Regions from separate parts of the Triticum aestivum genome. Here all the other regions are linked to region 3. The links are chromatin contacts, called in public Hi-C maps. All regions are on one chromosome and are shown on one strand. The core of a region is the stretch at or near the end of the contact, and the rest is flanking DNA. Distances in the headings are between cores, read along the strand shown.

Region 1 (2,700 bases), core at 72-2,571, 260 kb before region 3:
TCTTGTTTCAAAGCCTTCGTCGAGACAAACTCAACAGTGAAGAAGGGTAGGAACTAATCGGAAGTTTTTCAAAAACTTGAATTTCGGAATTGATGTGATGATGTTAGCATGAGATAGGAGAATATTGCATGCATGCATGTGCTCTCTCTATATAGTAAAGTTTCAAATAACCGGCTATAGCCCACCTATAGCAGTTTGAGCAAGGTACCGCTAAATGGTAATCCCTCCGTAAAGAAATATAATAGCGTTTAGATGACTACTTTAGTGATCTAAACGCTCTTATATTTCTTTACAGAGGGAGTACTTGCCACTATTCATGTACAAATTGTCCGGTAAAGTTATGAAATGGCCGGCTATAACCTCGCTATAGCCCCACTATAGCTGATTTGGACGGCCACAGCTATCTGGCATAGCCCGCTATTTAAAACTATGCTATATAGATAAAAATCTCATCGGGATGCTGGCCGCAAGGAGTACATGCATGGGTAAGCATGCAAAGTAGATTTTCCCTACAATAACATACACAAGGATAGACAAAAAGGAATAGAACACAACAGATTTAGTTTCAATAAATGTACCATGAAATATAGTAGTATTATGTAGTGGAAGGGGTGACTACTACTCAAAAAGACACTACTGCAAAGTTCGAATTTATGAAGGAGGATGTGTCCTAGAACTACCTCTCTTTAGCTGGAATGTCGCCACATTTGAAGACAATGTCTTCAGATACTGGAAGACTACTTTGCTGCTGTTCCATACTCTCCAGTCAGTTATGTGCTTTCGCACGTTGGATCTGCATGAGAAAAACAGATAAACTAGTACACCTTCACATACATAAACATGAACAGTACGCAGATGTAATAAAGACAGAATTTTTTTAGCATCGAAGCAAAGCAGGAGCATCAAGCCGTGAGCAGCCCAGTACCCAGCAAGCACGTAGCGGCAAGGGAGGACCAGATGAGAGAAGGGGAAAGGCAGCAGCAAGCACAGGAGGACCGGAGGGGGTTCGTTAGGAAGCGACCTTGCTGGCTACCGGCTGCGGCGGAAGAGGCGACTCGCAGGGGCGAGGGCGACTCCTCCACGTGACGGCGAGGCGATTCCAAGCGGCGGCGAGCGACTATAGGCGGCGGCGTGCTCGCGCGGTCGACCTCTAATCGTCGATCCAATGCGCTGCCCAGCGAATAGAGGGAGATGTGACTGTTAGGGTTCGTGAAATCATCAACTCCTCCCAACTCTCGTGTTCAGTTCCGACTCTGCTTGCGAAGCTGGTTCCGTTCGGCAGCCGGATCCACACCTTCCCAATCCTATTCGTGGGCTGTCAGCTCATTAGGTCGTAGTTGCCCCAGCCCAATTCACTATCTTTATTTACATCTTATCTCTTCTCTACCTTGTGCTCAAAAAAAAATCTCTTCTCTACCCTCATAAAAAAAATCCCTTCTCCATCAGTTCTCAAAAAAAAAATATTCTCTATCTTCTTCTCAAAAAATAATTTCTCTTATCTATCTCCTACCCCTCAAAAAATTCTCTTCTCTATCTCCTACCCCTCAAAAAGTCCCTTCTCTATCTCCTAATAATCCCTTGAATTACTAAGCTCTTGGGTAAAATCGCCTCGGCAGAACCCTCACCTTTAAGGTCTGTACCCCAAGGGTGACATTTTGGTCCTGCTCTGCCGATTGATTTGGCAACCCTAGGAGAGCCCCGCCGTCGTCCTGGCGTAACAACCCAAGAGCAAGATCTTCCATATTTTGTAACATGATCAAGACTTGGATGCTATGTTGGTGTGGGTTCCATTTTATTTTGCAATCATGTCATCATCTCCATAATCTTCTGATGTTTGTTTTCTTTTATTGGATCTTGTGTTTGCAACTTCATTTCTTATATTGATCCTTCCCAAAGACCATGCTTCATCTCCACAGATTCCCTAGCCAAACTTCCAACTTCTTTTTATTTAAATTCCTGTTTGCAACTTGCAAGTGACATTTTTACTTCTTCTATAAAATGTCCAACTGAAAGCACAAGTGCTCCATTGATGGTTTTGATAATTAATGTCAACATATCTTTTGTTGGACTAATAATTTTACTTTTATCTAGTATATTCCAGATAAGTTCAACAGTGGCATGGCAAGGACAAGAGGATGTGGAACCCCTTCAAAATGCTAAGGACATGGATTGGCAAAAGCTCAAGACTCTACATTTTTGGTTAAGTGATCCAATATCATATTGAGTCCATAGGAAAGCCAATACTAATAAAAGGGGATGGGGTGTTGCTTAATGATCTATTTGCTCAACTGCTTAGTGATAATGCTCCAAAACCCTCAGCCACTTTCTCTATCCAAATATGTCCAAACCGTACATTCCAACTCGACCCCACCGATATTTCCCATCCGGTGTTGGGGAACGTTGCATGGGAAACAAAAAAATTCCTATGCTCACCAAGATCAATCTATGGGATGTACATCTACGAGAGGAGAGATTGGATCTACATACCCTTGTAGATTGCTAAGCGGAAGCGTTAAGAAACGTGGTTGATATAGTCGAACATCTTCGCGATCCAATCACGATCCATCCCATGAACTCCCGATCAGGTGCCAAACGAACGGCACCTTCGCGTTCAACACACGTACGGCTTGATGACACCTTCACCTCCTCGATCCAGCGAGCAAGGATGAAGTAGTAGCCCGAGTTCCCGGCAGCACGACG
Region 2 (2,700 bases), core at 89-2,588, 490 kb before region 3:
TTGGGGATCCTTCCAGCCTGCAAAGGGAAATAGGAAGATTGAGATCTAATCATTACAAAGGTAGTAGTAATTAGTAAATACTGAAACCTGAGAATTAATGCTGGATATAAATGTGATAAGAGAAGGGAGTGGCCTGGCAGGTTGAGCGCAGCTACAAGCATACAGTCCACGAGCTTCAGAACATCCCCAACAATAGTCAAACCTCATTAAAGTTGATATCAAGCAAAGTTCTACTTATGAGAAGGAAGCTAGCCTGAACTAAAATCAGTAGCATGTTTCTAGATAGGCATGACACCCATGGAAGAGCAAGAGAAATATAATGCATCTCACTGAATTCACGAAACACCCAGGCCAAGGCATGGCGCACAAATCTAGTAATCGTCATGCACAATCTTATAGAAACCATTCTCTGAAACAACACGTGTCGCAGAACACATCCCAAATCAACAACAACAAAAACAACATTACAATAACATGATGGTGCTAATCAAGAACGAAAATTTGCACTCTGAAATGAGAGATGGATGGTTAGCACTCTGAAATCTTCAATCTCCAACGAACTGATATGATCTTGTTTAGTTCGTCGTTGAGCCAACAAGATTACATGGGAAATCACATTCATGGACAAGAGCCAACAAGATTACATGGGAAATCACATTCATGGACAAACGAGAAATAACATATGAAGCAGAAAAGATAGAAGGAATCTATTTTCAAGCTTACCTGCACGGGCTGAATTTGGGGGCGAGGCAAGACGAGCAGGGGAGGGGAGAGCCGTCGCCGGTGGTGGAAGAGGGATGGCGGGGCAGAACCTCTGGATGCAGAGGGCAAGGTGGCTCCTCGGTTGCGGACAGCATCACCCTGTGTTGGATCGAAGCTTTAGGTGGCACTGTTGGTAGTCAGATAAGCAGAGGCGTGAGCACATCAGCCTGAATCGTACCTACAGCGGCCTGGATCTTGAGGAAGTACAGCGGTATTGCTCGGCGGCGATCGACTCCACACTGGCGGTTGGCGGCGCGGCTCCTCGGCCGCGGTCGACTCGACCCCTTGGCTGCATGCGGCGGACGGGCTCCTCTTTTGTGGACGATGAGGCGGCACCTTGGGCTTCGACCGTGGGGAAGGACCACATTGTAGCAGGAAGCTGCGGGAGGTGCCGCCGTTGATGGGAGAGGAGGCAACGCGACCAAATCGGCACGCAGGTCAAGCAACGGCGGCGGCGGTGGCGGCGGCGGCAGGTGACCTAGGTTTAGGTGGGAGTGTGGCGTGGGAGAAAGAGATAAGATTTTTCATTTAGGGGCTGGGAGAAAGGGATAAGATGGGGTGGAGGATTGAGGGGCCGGGAGGCAAGCCAAAGTTTTGCAGTTTGGATCTCGCGCGTAACTTGTCCCGCGTAGCCCGAAATAAGTGGGCCAGGCCCAAACCTACGCCGACACTCTTTCTATCGGAAAGCAACAGCGATAGATAATCGAACACCAAAAAAACTTATGCTGACACATAGTATGTCCACAAACCGGTCATACATTGCCAACAGACAGATCATCAAAAGACCAGAGCAACCTCGACCATTAGTGTGTCGGTAATGTACACTTATACCAACAGATGCATGTCGTCATTGTGGTGTCGTGGTGTAGTGATAGGATAAATTTTTTGATGAAATTCCAATTTCAACCGATTCCAGTTCCAAGATCCAATATCATCGCATAGCATATACCATGTCAATGCTTTCACCTTCAAAGATAAAGGTAAAACCTTCTTCTTAGCTTCATCTCCTGGAAAACCTGCAATATTAAACAATCCACAAATTTCATTCACATATATCAAGTGCATATCAGGATGTTCGGTTCCATCTCCTGCATAAGGATTAGCTAGCAGTTGCTCTACCATACCCGAAGGAATTTCATATTCAATATTTTCCGTGCGTGCAGTAGGTTGAGGGGCAACTAATTGTGGTTCCGGTCGAGGTGAAGAAACCCCGAACAAACCCCTCAAAGGATTGTTTTCCATAGTAGCAAGTGACAATAAATTTCAGCATGTAGTAATAATGTTTTCTTACCAATTTCCACTTACCAAAAGTGCTTCAGAACGGCGCCAGCAAATAGCCTTGATGACCCACAAGTAGGGGGTCAGTTGTAGCCTTTTCAATAAGTAAGAGTGTCGAACCCAACGAGGAGCAGAAGGAAATGACAAGTGGTTTTCAGCAAGGTAATGTCTGCAATTGCTAAAATTGTAAGTGGTAGAGTAGTTTGATAGCAAGATAATTTGTAACGAGAAAGTAACAATAGTAGTAACAAAATGGAAGCAAGGTAGCCCAACCCGTTTTAGGCAAGGGACAGGCCAAAACAGTCTCTTATGATAAGCAAAGCGTTCTTGAGGGTGCACGGGAATTTTATCTAGTCACTTTCATCATGTTGGCTTACTTTGTGTTCCCTACTTTGATTTGACTGGTGCTTAGGTGTTGTTTTTAATTGAACAAACTTCCTACTTATGATTAACCCCCTCGCAAGCATCCAAAACTATGAGAAAATTATTAAGAATAAATTCTAACCATAGCATTAAACTTTTGGATCCAATCGGTCCCTAATGGAATAGCGCATAAACTAGGGTTTAAGCTTCTATCACTCTCGCAACCCATCATCTAATAACTACTCCACAATGCATTCCCTTAGGCCCAAATGTGGTGAAGTGTCATGTTGTTGACGT
Region 3 (2,700 bases), core at 44-2,543:
CCCAATCTTTCATATCATCTGGAGTAGTTCTAGTAGGCTAAAGCACAAATTTTTCTTCTAGCTGGTGGCACATTGTAGAATCAACACCAGACCGCTTCTTGGTAGAAAGGGAATGCACCTAGATGACCCTTTCTGTCCAAATTGCAACCTACAAGCAGAGGAGACAACCATGCATCTGCTTTGGGACTAAATATCTTGATGGTCAGCAAGTACCCGCGAGCACCAAATATTGTGTCCCTTAATAAACATATCTTCCCAATATTTCCCTAACTTTTAATTATTATATGTGATAATGTATTCGTAAAATGGGGTGGGCATGAATATTAAACTATGACTGTAACAATAAACAACAAGTAATTATAATTGGTGCTCATTTGGAAAAAATGTAATCGGTGCTACAAACAACAATTGATTTAAAGAAAGCATCCAACAACTTCCAGTCGGTGCAACACAACACCAGTTGATTAAAAAAAGCAGTAGCAACAGGCACCCCCACCGAGAGCTATCTCACCTCCCCCCTTATCCACACGTTGCCATTCCTCCTCCTCACCACCCAACGCCGCTCCAATTATTTCAGTTATTATTATAATATTCTTTATTCTATGTTATTTTTGCATTGCATCTTGGCATCATGCGATCATGTTCTTATATAATCTAGAGCATCCTAAAAACTAGGAACATTTTCAGAAATTTATTTGAGGCCTCCTATTTTATTTTTGTTGTTTTTCTCAATTCCACTCCAACCTTCCCCACAATCCCATGCCTTTTCTATTTCAATCTTGTCCTCCAAAAATTTTGCTCATCACTGCGGGAATTCTCTAATTCCTGGCAGACAGAGAGGAACATCAGTATATGAGGACACCATTCTTGCAATGAGATGCTTGCCAAAACCTTTTGCTGCGGAAATAGTTCTGTTGGGCTGCTGGAACATCTGGATTCAGAGAAATGGGAAAGTTTTCAGGTCTCTCCCTCACACCATTCAATCGTGGGGATTTCATCTTAAACAGAATTTCAGTCTCCTTCGTCGTAGAATTAAGAATAAGTTTCAATCTATGGTTAAGCAATAACATGTAATATGATGTTTTCTTTTCCTAGATCAGCATTGGCTGAGCCTCAAAAGAAAACGTTGGCCCCCTCTGAGATTTGTACCATTTCTTTTTAATATATTTACCATAGAACAATTGTTCTACGGTGTTGGGGTTAAAAAAAAACAGGTTTTTCTCGTAGCCGGCCCACCTTCATCTGGTCAAAGCACGGACGATCCAGATCTGACGGTTTGACGCGTCCCAGACTCCCAGTTCATCCCCGGCCAGCCACGGCCCGCGGAAGCCCGGTTCTAGCCCTCTCGAGCGCTCCAAGCCCATCCGCTCGAGCCGCGCGCCTCGCGCTCACCCGAGCTCCCGAGCGCCTCCTGGATTCTGGGCGAGTTGCCTCGCGGAAGCAACTGCTCCGCCGACACCGGTAAGGACCACCGCCAGCCCTCTCCTTCTTCCTTCTTCCCTCTCTCTTGGCTCTCTCAGACGCCGCCGCCGCCCTGCAGGAACCCGCAAGCTCCGCCCTGACTCTGGCGAGAGGAGCCGCCGTCCCGCGCGTCCGGCGCTGACCGATTTGAGCTCCGCTGCGCCGGATCTGCACCTTCTCCGGCCGCCAGCGCCGGATCTGCACCTTCTCCGCCGCCTGGATCCGCCGCGGACCGCCACCGAGCCGGCCATCTGCTCCGACCCCGGGCAGCTGCGCCGCTGCAGCCTTCCCTCGCGTCGGCGGCCGCCCCGCATCGCCCTGCTCGCTGCCGATCCAGCCACGTGGGCCAGCATCGTCCGCAGCCCCGCCCAACCGCCGCTCGCTCGTGGGCCGTGCCTTCTCCAGCCGTCCCCAGCCATTCCAAGGCCCCTCTGGTGAGACGCCCCAGCTCCTCTCTCTCTCTCTCTCTCTCTCTCTCTCTCTCTCTCTCTCTTCCATGTTGGTCAGCGGAGCGTAGGATAGGTTTGTTCGCCTGGTGGCGCTGTATAACGAGATGCGCGTAGGTTAGTTGGGCAGCAGTCTCTGTTTCGGCCCAGTTTCCGTTTAGGCCGAGTTATTTCTCTGTTAATTGCTGTTTTACAGAGAACCCTCTATCTGTTTTGTAACGACCACCGGGCATCTAGTGAAACAAATCATGTGACCATCAAGCCACCTGACTCTGCCCGATGATCATTGATAAAATGACACGAGCAATTTGCATTCCACTGTTCTTACATTTTTTATATCATTGCAGGCAAATCTTCAACGGTGGATTCCCTTGGGGCATCTTCTGCGATCACTTCTGGGAGCATGGCGAAGGTAGCTGTTGGGCTAAGACAGGGGTACAACTCTAACTTCACTTAACAGATAACATGCATTAATTTTTTTGTGCAACAAACTTGCATTACAGTTAACGTTAACTGTGTTTGGTTTTCATCTAAAAAAACTATGTTCGCTTTCACAATGATATTTAGCTTTTACGAAATAACGGCTCGCTAGTTAATCCTTGCTTGAAATAAAATTATCAAATAATGTTATGGACCAAGTATTTGTTAGATTGTGAAACCTACAAACTAGCTAAATTATTTTTACCCTGGTCCATGCTAAACGCTGTCAACCTCTGTAAACAGGGATAAGTTAGCTAAGCAATCCTGCATGATCACACTCGACTGTGCGTGCAAGTTGTAATTGACGTTGCAT

The links. A called contact is a pair of places that touch in the nucleus more often than the background predicts.
Region 1: a Hi-C map of leaf shows a contact between it and region 3, with 4 times the contacts expected there. The contact joins the promoter of LOC123136965 here to the promoter of LOC123136963 in region 3. A contact is called at or near these places in 3 of 5 Hi-C or Micro-C datasets (all in leaf).
Region 2: a contact with region 3 is called in a Hi-C map of leaf, with 4 times the contacts expected there. The contact joins the promoter of LOC123136969 here to the promoter of LOC123136963 in region 3. A contact is called at or near these places in 2 of 5 Hi-C or Micro-C datasets (both in leaf).

Annotation. Positions count from the first base shown.
Region 1 is chr6B:287,762,069-287,764,768 of IWGSC CS RefSeq v2.1, reverse strand. LOC123136965 reads right to left here and starts at 1,321. Exons shown (of 3, transcript XM_044556492.1): 1 at 681-1,321. The coding sequence starts at 903.
Region 2 is chr6B:287,983,293-287,985,992 of IWGSC CS RefSeq v2.1, reverse strand. LOC123136969 reads right to left here and starts at 1,338. Exons shown (of 3, transcript XM_044556495.1): 1 at 945-1,338; 2 at 724-861; 3 at 1-17. The coding sequence starts at 1,129.
Region 3 is chr6B:287,497,717-287,500,416 of IWGSC CS RefSeq v2.1, reverse strand. LOC123136963 reads left to right here and starts at 1,293. Exons shown (of 13, transcript XM_044556490.1): 1 at 1,293-1,461; 2 at 1,541-1,895; 3 at 2,255-2,342.